Regions from separate parts of the Mus musculus genome. Here region 2 is linked to region 1. Evidence: chromatin contacts called from public Hi-C data. All regions are on one chromosome and are shown on one strand. Each heading gives the region's core, a stretch centred on a gene start, on an enhancer-like site or on the middle of the called end of the contact. The rest is flanking DNA. Distances are from core to core; before and after follow the strand shown. Region 1 has its middle 91 kb from the start of Vav3. Region 2 overlaps Vav3 (vav 3 oncogene).

Region 1 (5,856 bases), core at 1,201-3,700:
TAGTATGTCTCTGAGCCCATTTCGGCATGAACATCCTATTAGCCAAAGTGCATGGATAACAGACAAGAGGCAGTCTATCATGCCTGCCTCCTCCTCTGCTCTGTCCCCAACTAGGCAGCTCTAACTAGATGGGAAAGAGTAGGTGGTATTTTGTCCACATGAACATGTGGAGGGTTCCTTTTTCTTCTTACTCTAGTCTACTACACTTACTTTTGGGGGCTCCTAAGATAGCCACTGGTAAAGGGAAGCTTGAGATTATGGATCATGGGACATAAAAGCAAAAGACAGAACTTCATTGGAAGGTTGACATACTGACAGGTGAAGGTCCAGGTGAGCATTGAGTGAGAGGCTGAGGCATGAGTGGGAACTGTGTGATCCCTCTGGGCATCAGGGAAATTTGTAAGAGATTCCTGTGATAACTTGCACCAAGGTGTAAAACTGACATGTTATACACATGTGTAGACTGTTTCAACTCAGGTAATTATCCAGATAGCATATAATATTTCAATTCTCTGACCTACCGCCCTGGAATGGATGGTCTTGATATGGATAATGGACTCTTGGCTTCTGCTGTTGAAGTTTGCCCTCTTGGGACAAGACATTGCCAGACTTGGTGCTATACTATTTCAGGATGTATTTTGTCATCTTTATAATAACATACAATTAACATACAATTAACTCACATCATTTGTTCAAGCTCAGTCAAGTTTTTAATGTAGAGTCTTAGTGGGTGCATGAATGGGAAGCAAGCTTTAGGAGTGGAGGGCTCAAAGGAGTGTGTGAGATGCAGAAGAGAGGCTGCCTGGAGTTTTCCTGACATATAGTGGGCATCAGTAAGTATTTATTTCCTTCCCTTATTTGACCTAATTATTATTTCCCAAAGTTTTCATCAGAATAGTCCTCCATTTCCTTTGGAACACCCCTTAATCCTACTCTAGAGAGAGAAAGCAGAGAATAGCCAGAATTTTAAGATGAAGTGAAGTCAAAGAAACAGAAAGGCACTCTGTATGTGTGCTGCATGTGCTTGGGGTTCTAAGGTGAGTGACTGCTCCTGTCTGAATGTTTCCTATGTGTGGTGAGAGCTAATGTAAGGACAGAAACCATACAGAGATTGTGTGAGTGCTGAGAGAGTGTGTGCTGTTGGTCAGAACAGAAAGAGTGTGGGAAGCCTTCCTTGCAATGGCTTCTGTCTTTGAGGCGTATCCCTCATCCATGTTGTAGTGCAGTTCCCAGGGACTCTGCTAACCTTAAGGTGGGCTGGCAGAGAAGATATCTTTTTTTTTTCCTCAGAAGTTTTAAAAAGATTCAAAGAACTGCTACACTCATATACTCATAGTTGGGTTTTTTGTTTGTTTGGTTTTTTTTAAGGCAGATAATCAATATCAAAAGATTTTCAGTATTAGCCCCCAATCCTTATTACATGAGTCTCTGAATTTTCTGGAAATAGTTAGCAAAAGTCATTCTGCACAGATTGATGCCTTAGAGAAACAGAAAACTTCTCACCAGTGTACCGTTCTATTCTGCCTCATTGCTGTCTGTTAACATATTTAGTTGGTAATCGTTTCCAAGTTAAGTTTAGGCTCATGTCCTTTGATGAGCCTACTCATCAATTTGGATCTAGAGAGCAGGGAGATCTGGAAAGCCTTGGGAAGAATTTGACTAAAAACTCGGCTTTGAAACGAATAAGTTATGTTTGTGGGCAAGTTCTAGAATATCTGATGGCTGCAGGCATATAAATTATGTGTGTCTCACTTATGTAAAGAGCTAGTGTCTGATAAATGACAGAAGGGTAAGGAACTCTAGCAGAGGTTTTCACAGCACCTGCAATTGTCACTGGGGCAGAGAGCCACTTCCAGGCTCAAGTCCTGTCTGGATCCTTAAGCCTGCTTAGTTTCCTGCTTTCCATCCCTGCCATACTTGGCCACTTCCCCCCAACCCCCAAATGAAAGCCAAGTGAGCTCACATCCTTCTGTGGACTCTCACTCCCAGATTGTTTCCTTCATTTCCATGCCTGACTCATCCTCCCACTTCTGAGCTCTCTGCCAGCCATTTCAGCAGGTCCTCTGGAATCCCCATTCACGAGACCCACCCTCTCCCACTCTTGTTGGTCACAGATCATTTGTTCCTCTTCCTTACCCTATTGAAACCCAGCTCTCCCCTAGGGACAAGATTCTTTTTCTCCCAAGTCCCCCAACTCAAAGGCTTTGGAAGGTTTGGAGTTTATTTATAGAGTCTTTGGATTTTTAGTGCCTGAAGTTTTAAAGTATTTGAATTTGTAAAGACTATAGGATTTTAAAATCTGTAATGTGTTTTCTATTTGTGACATTTATTAATATGAAATCTTAGAGGTGAACAAAAAAGGAAGTTATTGAAACAATGGTGTATTGCTTTGTTATGTCAAGTGTACTGGCAAGTTCTAGGTCAACAATACAAACTAGAGTCATTTTGCAAGAGGGAAGCTCAGCTGAGAAACTTGCCTGTGGGCAAAGGCTGTGTTGTATTATTTTGGTTGATAATTAATGGAAGGGCCCAGCTCACTGGATGGATGACCTTGGATGCTATAAGAAAGCAGGCTGAGCAAACCACGAGGTAGCAAGTCAGTAAGAACACTACTCCATGGCTCTGGATTGGCTTCTGTCTCCAAGTTCTTGCCCTGATTGAGTTCCTGCTTTGGAGTCCCTAAGTGGACTGTGACTCAGGGTATGCAAGCCAAATCAATGCTTTCCTCCCCATTCTGCTTTGGTCCTGGTGTTTTATCTCAGCCATAGAAACCCTAACTAAGAGGAGAGGCAACAGGAGCATTCTCCCCCTCCCCCTTTGCTACTTCACATTTCCCATTGGTGTTTGCCCCTAAAACCTCCTTCACATACCCTCATAATAAAATAGAAAATTAAACCAGAACTGCCGGAACAAATCATTTCAATTCTAGGACTGCCTCAGAAGCATAGAGATACATGAAAAGGAAGTGTCTCATTGTGTTAAATGGCTCCATCCCTTACTTATGTAGACTTCATTGCAGAAGTTCCACAGTGGTGAATTCCTCTGGTTGCCTGTTCTACCCTTTGTGGCCATTTAGTCTCAACTTCTTAAAGGTGTATTAGGGAAAATGAATGAAGTCCTGCCTACAGAGAGCTCGGTACAGTGCTTGGAGCATGAGCAAGACACAGGAGGGCTGTCACTCATTAACATCTTTGCTGTGCCACAATCATTTGTCAACTGCTCTCTCATAACTTTGGCTCCCCTCCCTCCCCCTTAGAGTGAGAGCATGCCATCTCCTGCTTAAGGCCTTCTGCCCACCATTGTTCCTCCAGCACGTGGAGGACAATATCAAACCCAAGACACCAGAATGAGTCCAGCTTTGCACCAGGAGGCCCTGCAGAGTTTGGCCCTGCCTGGGTCTGACAGCCGGTCCTCAGTGCTCTCTGTGTGCCCACCCTCTGACCTCCTTGTTGTTTCTTAGACTTGCCATGCTTGCTATTGCCTCATAGCCTTTGAATTTGTTCCCCACCAGGAACATTCATGGTCCTGCATGGTCTTAGTCTTCCTTCTATATCTGGTCCAATAGATCTTCCTGGAAGTTGTGAAATGTGTTGCCTTCTTTACTTTCTTTATGACACTTTAATTCTAGTCACTCGGTTTCATGGCCATGGCCCACCTCCCTCTACTGGGTCCTAATCTCCCCAAGAGTAGATCTTTGGGGTCTTTCTCAGCACTTGAGATTAACATCCTTGGTGCTCAGAGCAGAAAGCCCAACTTGGTTTAAGAATACTAGAAGTATCTGAACAGTGAGAAAAGGCATGACCAGGAATGGCTTTAACTGTTGTACCCAGTTCAAAGACATACTGCTTTCTACCCAGATGCTGCCATCCCCCCACCATCCTGCTTAAAAGAACTCCCGGGGTACCAATTAGAATGTAGAATTGTTAGGCTCTGTGACCTGTGAACCTCTGAGATGATTTTCTCTATACACAAGAGATTATGAGTTAGTTTCAACTTCTCCCATGCCTGTGGATCATCAAACCAGCATCCAAACAAACCTCAAAGGGACAATAGCTTAGGGAGACATCAACCTTCTTTGAGGTGATGTGTGGAAGATGGTTGGGGACACTGGAAGAGACACAGAGTGATGCAGGGACTGTGTTAATTCATCGTCTGTACCTTGCTGCTAGAGAAAGCCACACTTGGAATTCACCAGGAAACTAGGATCTCCAGGAGTCTCAATCCTGGCTTCCTGGCAGCCAGTACTTTTTCTTCTTCAATTCAATTAAATCAGTCCTAATGAGTGGGTCTATAGAATGGAAGCTCCTGTTTGCAGAGCCCAGGGAATGATAACCAGCCAACATTAATGAGGATGGTCACTGAAAATGAGAAAACTTGATTCTCCCACCCAGGCAGCAGGTAGAGTTCTGGTTTCAGGCATCAAGGTTCAGACTTGTAGCTCATAGTCTCCTTTGCAGTGAGAGACATTTAGCAACAGAGCTCCTGGGCTTTTCCTATGTCCTGACTCCTCTCAGTTCGGCCATGCTCGATCCGTGATTCCTCTGGCTGCCTCACTACAGAAGTCTCTCAATAAACAGAAGCAACCGCATTTTAACGGAGATGGTAAAATACCTTTCCTGATTCCGTAGGCACGGGTCGAGGGCAGGAGTCAGAGGTCTGACACGCAGCTCATGTTTACCCTTTGATCATGTGTCATTTTTGTTAGAAGACAACATATGCCATCCTTTGCTGTGTTTTTAAAATAGATTCAGAGGAAGTATGGAATTAATCTTAACCTTAAACACATTGAGCCCAGTACTTCCTATCCAACTGGAGAATGCACTATCTAGTTTCCTACACCTCGCCCTTGCTAAGTTTAGGCCCTTTGGGTCAGCTGTTAAGAAGGAAAAGAAGTGGGAGGAGGCAGGGCTTCAGGAGGATAAGGCATAGCACAGCCCAGAGCATCCAACTTACTTCCTCACAACTCCCCTCCCCCACTGTAATGTAATCAGGCTAAAGGGCCTTGTGATTTTCAGTGTTTCAAAGAGGGAACAGGGCATTTCTCTTTCTCACTGTGCTCCACTTTATTGATGTATCTTTATGAGTGCTGAAAAACAGCCCATTAACAGCACATATCTTGATGGTCTTGCTATTCTATAGAAAGCACAGCTTTGCTTTGCTCGTTAAAAACTGGCTCTAAGAAGAAAGTAACCACATAAGATCTCCATTTTATCTGCTCTCCAAGGCAGAGAGAGGCAGTGCTGAGCAACAGTGCTTGTAGAATTTGTCTTTTTCATCTCTCTCTCTCTCTCTGCATGCATGTATGTATGCATGTATGTATTTATATATTTAAAGTATTCACTCACTTTATATCCCAGTTGTAGCCCCCTCCTTCCTCTCCTCCTAATCTCACCCTTATAACCCCTCCCCCCAAGTTACCCCCTCAGAGAAGAGGAAGCTCCTCTTGGGTACCACCCTGCCCTGGAATATCAAGTCGCAGAAAAACTATGCACATCTTACCCCACTGAAGCCCGAGTAGGCAGGCCAGCTAGGGGGAGGGTATCCAGTAGCAGGCAACCCTCCTGATCCAATTGTTAGGAGACCCACATGAAGACCAAGCTGCACATCTGCTACAGATGTGTAGGGGGCCTAGGTCCAGCCATGTTCTTTGGCTGGTGGCTCATGGGCCCAGGTAAGTTGACTCTGTTATCTTGTGGTGTCTTTGAACCCTCCAGCTACTTAATCCTATCCCCTACTCTTCTGCATGACTCCCAAGCTCTGCCTGGTGTTTGGCTGTGGATCTCTGGCTTCTTCATTTAGTTAAAGTTGTTGAAATGACCCATTTATACCCAAGTCAGTCAATAGTCTTCCATCTTT
Region 2 (6,718 bases), core at 2,234-4,733, 170 kb after region 1:
TAAGGCTGATCTTCAATAACAACATAAATAATAGAAAGCCAATGTTGATGTGGAAGCTGAACAACACTCTACTCAATGATAACTTGGTTCAAGGAAGATATAAAGAAAGAGATTAAAGACTTTTTAGAGATTAATGAAAATGAAGCCACAACATACCCAAAATTATAGGACACAATGAAAGCATTCCTAAGAGGAAAACTCATAGCTCTGAGTGCTGCCAAAAAGAAACTAGAGAGAGCACACACTAGCAGCTTGACAGGAAACCTAAAAGCTCTAGGACAAAAGGCAGCATATTCACCCAAGGGGAGTAGAGGGCAGGAAATAATCAAACTTAGGGCTGAAATCAACCAAGCTGTAGCAAAAGGAACTATACAAAGAATCAACCAAACCAGGAGCTGGTTCTTTGAGAAAATCAAGAAGATAGATAAATGCTTAGCCAGACTAACTAGAGGATACAGGGTCATTATCCTAATTAACAAAATCAGAAATGAAAAAGGAGACATAACAACAGAAATTGAGGATATCCAAAACATCATCAGATCCTACTACAAAAGGCTATAATCAACAAAACTGGAAAACCTGGATGAAATGGACAATTTCCTAGACAGATACCAGGTACTAAAGTTAAATCAGGATCAGATTAATGATCTAAACAGTCCTGTTCCCCTAAAGAAATAAAAGCAGTCATTTATAGTCTCCCAATCAAAAAAAGCCCAGGACCAGATGGGTTTAGCGCAGAGTTCTATCAGACTTTCAAAGAAGACCTAATTCCAATTCTCCTCAAACTATTCCACAAAATAGAAACAGAAGATACTCTACCCAATTTATTCTATGAAGCCACAATTGCTCTCATACCTAAACCACCTAGAGACCCAACACAGAAAGAGAACTTCAGACCAATTTCCCCTATGAATATTGATGCAAAAATACTCAATAAAATTCTCCTAAACCAAATCCAAGAACACATCAAAATGATCATCCTTCATGATCAAGTAGGCTTCATCTCAGGTATGCAGGAATGGTTTAATATACACAAATGCATCAAAATAATCCACTATATAAACAAACTCAAAGACAAAAACCACATGATCATCTCCTTAGATGCTGAGAAAACATCTGACAAAATGCAACACCCATTCATGATAAAAGTCCTGGAAAGATCAGGAACCATATCTAAACATAATAAAAGAAATATACAGCAAACCAGTAGCCAACATCAAACTAAATGGAGAGAAACTTGAAGCAATCCCACTAAAATCAGGGACTAGACAAGGCTGCCCACTTTCTCCCTACCTATTCAATATAGTACTTGAAGTCCTAGCCAGAGCACTTTGACAACAAACAGAGATCAAGGGGATACAAATTGGAAAGGAAGAAGTCAAAATATCACTATTTGCAGATGATATGATAGTATATATAAGTGACCCTCAAAATTCCACCAGAGAACTCATAAACCTGGTAAACAGCTTCGGTGAAGTAGCTGGATATAAAATTAACTCCAACAAGTCAATGGCCTTTCTGTACACAACGGATAAACGGGCTGAGAAAGAAATTAGGGAAACAACACTCTTTACAATAGTCACAAATAATATAAAATACCTTGGCATGACTCTAACTAAGGAAGTGAAAGATCTGTATGATAAGAACTTCAAGTCTCTGAAGAAAGAAATCTAAGAAGATCTCAGAAGATGGAAAGATCTCCCATGCTCATGGATTGGCAGGATCAACATTGTAAAAATGGCTATCTTGCCAAAAGCAATCTACAGATTCAATGCAATCCCCATCAAAATTTCAGCTCAATTTTTCACTGAGTAAGAAAGAGAAATTTGCAAATTCATCTGGAATAACAAAAAACCTAGGATAGCAAAAACTCTTCTCAAGGATAAAAGAACCTCTGTTGGAGTCACCATGCCTGACCTAAAGCTGTACTACAGAGCAATTGTGATTAAAAAAAACACTGCATGGTACTGGTACAGCGACCAACAGTTAGATCAATGGAATAGAATTGAAGACCCAGAAATGAACCCACACACCTATGGTCACTTGATCTTTGACAAAGGAGCTAAATCCATCCAGAGGGAAAAAGCCAGCATTTTCAACAAATGGTGCTGGCACAACTGGCAGTTATCCTGTAGAAGAATTCAAATTTATCCACTCTTATCTCCTTGTACAAAGCCCAAGTCTAAGTGGATCAAGGAACTCCACATAAAACCAGAGACACTGAAACTTATAGAGGAGAAAGTGGAGAAAAGCCTCAAAGATATGGGCACAGGGGAAAATTCCTGAACAGAACAGCATTGGCTTGTGCTGTAAGATTGAGAATTAACAAATGGGACCTCATAAAATTGCAAAGCTTTTGTAAGGCAAAAGACACTGTCAATAAGACAAAAAGGCCACCAACAGATTGGGAAAGGATCTTCACCAATCCTAAATCAGATAGGGGACTAATATCCAATATACACAAATAACTCAAGAATCTGGACTCCAGAAAATCAAATAACCCTATTAAAAATGAGGTACAGAGCTAAACAAAGAATTTTCTTTTTCTTTTCTTTTTTTCTTTTTTTCCTTCCTTCCTTCCTTCCTTCCTTCCTTCCTTCCTTCCTTCCTTCCTTCCTTCCTTCCTTTCTTTCTTTCTTTCTTTCTGAGACAGTGTTTCTCTGTATAGCCCTGGGTGTCCTGGAACTCACTTTGTAGACCAGGCTGGCCTCGAACTCATAAATCTGCCTGCCTCTGCCTCCCAAGTGCTGGCATTAAAGGCATGCACCACCACCGCCCGGCTAAGAATTTTCAACTGAGGAATACCAAATGTCTGAGAAGCACCTGAAAAATGTTCAACATCCTTAATCATCAGGGAAATGCAAATCAAAACAACCCTGAGATTCCACCTCACACCAGTCAGAATTGCTAAGATCAAAAATTCAGGTGACAGCAGATGCTGTTGAGGATGTGGTGAAAGAGGAACACTCCTCCATTGCTGTTGGGATTGCAAGCTGGTACAACCACTCTGGAAATCAGTCTGGTGGTTCCTCAGAAAATTTAACATAGTACTACTGGAGGATCCTGCAATACCTCTCCTGGGCATATACCCAGAAGATATTCCAACTTGTAATAAGAACACAAGCTCCACTATGTTCATAATAGCCTTATTTATAATAGCCATAAGCTGGAAAGAACCCAGCTGTCCTTCAACAGAAGAATGGATACAGAAAATGTAGTACATTTACAGAATGGAGTACTAAGCAGCTATTAAAAACAATGAATTTATGATATTCTTAGGCAAATGGATGGATCTGAGGATATCATCCTGAGTGAGGTAACCCAATCACAAAAGAAGTCACTTGATATGCACTCACTGATAAGTGGATATTAGCTCAGAAAGTTAGAATACCCAAGATACAATTCACAAAACACATGAAACTCAAGAAGAAGGAAGTCCAAAGTGTGGATAATTTGTTCCTCCTATGACTGGGCACAAAATACCCATGGAAGGAGTTACATAGACAATGTGTGGAGCTGAGACGGAATGAAGGACCATCAAGAGACTGCCCTACCCAGGGATCCATCCCATAAACAGCCACCAAACCCAAACACTACTGCATATGCCAGCAAGATTTTGCTGACAGCACCTTGATGTAGCTATCTCTTTTGAGGCTATGCCCCTGCTTGGCAAATACAGAAGTGGATGCTCACAGTCACCTATTGGATGGAACACAGGGCCCCCAATGGAGGAGGTAAAGAAATTACTCAAGTAGTTGAAGGGGTCTGCAACCCTATAGGAGGAACAACAATATGAACTAACCAGTAACCCCAGAGCTCATATCTCTAGCTGCATATGTAGCAGAGAATGGCCTTGTGGAACATCAATGAGAGGAGAGGCCCTTGGCCTTGCGAAGATTATATGCCCCAGTACAGGGGAATGCCAGGGCCAGGAAGTGGGAGTGGGTGGGCTGGCGAGCATGGAATGGCGAGGGTATAGGGAACTTTTGGGATAGCATTTGAAATGTAAATGAATAAAATATCTAATAAAATTGTTTTTGAAAAAAATTAAAAATAAATTGCTTTGGAAACCACTGGAGTAGATCTTAGCTTGGGTGAAAACGTTATAAAAAGAGATTGAGGTTGGAATGGTAGAAATTTGAATAGCTAATAGGCATTAATTGCTAATTCTCTTTAAAATCAAGTCTGAAAATAATATGAGAAGTGGTTTTTTTATGTGTCCTGATGTTATTGGTACACAGGGGAACATTCTAACCTCTAAGAGACACATGCTGAGTGATTTAGGAGGGAATACCCCTGTCTGCACCCTCCTTTTCACAGCACAGACAGAATGTTTTTTGCGGTAACGGCCATGCACACGAAAGCACACACAGAGCTGTTGTGAGTGTGGAATAGGTGGAAGTACACGGTGTAGGTATATTATTCTTTCAGCCTTTGTGCTGGATTTCTTAAACTGGAAACTGAATAGAATCAAAGGAGTGAATACGTGAAGGAGCAGGGTGTCTGGTGGGCTCAGCTGTGTTTGGGACCTCCATAATGATGCCACAGCCCCCTTCCTCTGTCCCTCCACTCTGCTCCTGTTTTTGCCCACAGCAGAACACTTGGGAGTCCAGAGTGCATGCAGAGCCTAGTGCTTTCAGCCAAATTTTGAAGCACTATGAAGATCTCCCAGGAGTATTACTAGAAACGCTTAAAGCAGAGCCTTTTAGCTTTTCCAGTATCTATGATATTGCAGGCATTCAAAAACAGTTGGCTAAAACCAGGTATTAAACAGAGTAATCAGGCTAGTGAATTGCTGGAAAAGCAAGAGCACACGAGTGACTTTGTTGGGATCCAGCAAACACTTGTGGATCGGAATAGAATTGAACTTGCGAAGGTTAAGGAAGGTTAATATTGGCTCCAGTAAATTCAAAGCCTGATTTTCAGGCTTCGTGACTGTTTTCAACTGTTTCGACTTTGAATGATGCTTCTTGCCTTTCTGACTTCATGATCAAAGCGTTTTGGTAGAGACCTGCTGCAAGTTTTTCCTACACATGGGGAAAATGTGGGTTTGGTGAGACATCTTCAGAGGGTGGTATTTGCAACTGTGCTTTGTTCCTTGGTGAGCTATGAGTCTCTCCTCACTTAATTATGTTAAAAAATACTGCAAGAGAGCAATTGCATAATCCCCCAGAGAGTAATTATTGCCTGTCTTGGCAGAATGCAAGGCTTTTAATCTGTAAATAAGTGATTCTGTGTGGAGGAGCAACATGCAGAGTGATGCTGTGTAGTAAAGGTCTCATGAATCTTTAAAGTGACAGCAGTCGCTGCATCCCCTGATTGGCTGCTGTTTGCCTTTCAAAGCCTTTACGATGCTTCCCTTGTGGTTTTAACCCCTCCTGAAATATTTAAGCCTCCAAATGCTTCCTGTAAAGGGTAAAACTCAAGTTAAGTCCATGACGAATCTGGATGCAGAAAAAGCAAGAGGAGATTTTCCAAGTTTATAAATACTAAAAACCAAAACAAGATGCAATATTGACAGTCAGTGCTTTGGAAACACATGAAAACAAAGAAGCAATAATTACTCACTTATCAATATAGTACTCACATATTGGAGATTAAGTTTTTGTTGTTTTGTTTTGAGATGGTCTCAGGTAGCTCAGGCTAACCCTGAGCTCACTGCATAGCTGAGGATAACCCTGAACTCCTGATACTCCTATTTCCCATGTGAGTTGGGATTATAGGGTCACACCGGCCACCAGGAGATTAAGTTCACGAAGTTATTCTGGAATGATTGACATGTAATAAACTACATTTATTGGATGCTCACAGTCAGCTATTGGATGGAACACAGGGCCCCCCATGGAGGAGCTAGAGAAAGTACCCAAGGAGCTGAAGGGGTCTGCAACCCTATAGGTGGAACAACAATATGAACTAACCAGTAACCCCAGAGCTTGTGTCTCTAGCTGCATTTGTAGCAGAAGATGAACTAGTCTGCCATCATTGTAAGAGAGGCCCCTTGGTCTAGCAAACTTTATATGCCCCAATACAGAGGAAACAGCAGGGCCAAGAAGTGGGAGTGGGTGGGTAGGGGGTCGGGGGGGTGGGGAGGGTATAGGGGATTTTCGGGATAGCCTTTGAAATGTAAATGAAGTAAATACCTAATAAAAAATTGGAAAAAATAAAGTTTTGACATTAAGTACTAAAAATTTAAAATGTATGTCACGGCAGTTCATATTTCCCAAAGACTTAATTTACTAAACTAAGAGTGGTAACTTATACATAGAATATTATACACTTGGGAAACTGAGGCAAAAGGATTACTTTGAGTTCAAGGTCAGCCTGGTCTTCATTGCTAGTTCCAAGTTACCCTGGGTGACAATGTAAGAACTTGTCACAAGCAAACCCAGAATTAATTTGCTTCTGAGATGTGCATGTAGGTAGATTTGTGTCTTTCAGGTAGTAACAGTGAGCTCCAACATCTGGGTTTTAAGTGGTCAATAGCATCTTCCTGTCTGTCTCCTGTTCTGGTTGCTTGGAGGAGCTGGGCATGCACCTGTCCAAGGTCAGCCTCTGCACTTCACAAAGGAACCCCTCCCCTTTGCCTGCTCAAGGACTTCATTGGGCAATGATGTCTCTTTCTGGGTAACCCCTGCTCCCTGTTAAGTTTTCCTTCCCTTTGCAGTGATGATCCACAGCCTCTATCCTGGCTTCACTTTCTCTCTTCTCCACCGCCCTG

The links. Hi-C and Micro-C count contacts between places; a contact is called where the count stands out from the background.
Region 2: a Hi-C map of bone marrow-derived macrophages shows a contact between it and region 1, with 24 read pairs. The contact joins two enhancer-like sites. A contact is called at or near these places in 2 of 484 Hi-C or Micro-C datasets (bone marrow-derived macrophages and peritoneal macrophages).

What each region holds. Positions count from the first base shown.
Region 1 is chr3:109,247,026-109,252,881 of GRCm38.p6, forward strand. No RefSeq gene overlaps it. Among named protein-coding and RNA genes, the nearest start is that of Vav3, 91 kb to the right of the region's middle. Within about 2 kb of position 2,451, at least 34 of the 459 cell types and tissues checked have an H3K27ac peak or open chromatin away from gene starts, as enhancers often do. A contact at or near this core is called in bone marrow-derived macrophages, where this site is marked.
Region 2 is chr3:109,416,033-109,422,750 of GRCm38.p6, forward strand. All of the region lies in intron 1 of Vav3 (vav 3 oncogene), which reads left to right. Among named protein-coding and RNA genes, the nearest start is that of Vav3, 79 kb to the left of the region's middle. Within about 2 kb of position 3,484, at least 5 of the 459 cell types and tissues checked have an H3K27ac peak or open chromatin away from gene starts, as enhancers often do. A contact at or near this core is called in bone marrow-derived macrophages, where this site is marked.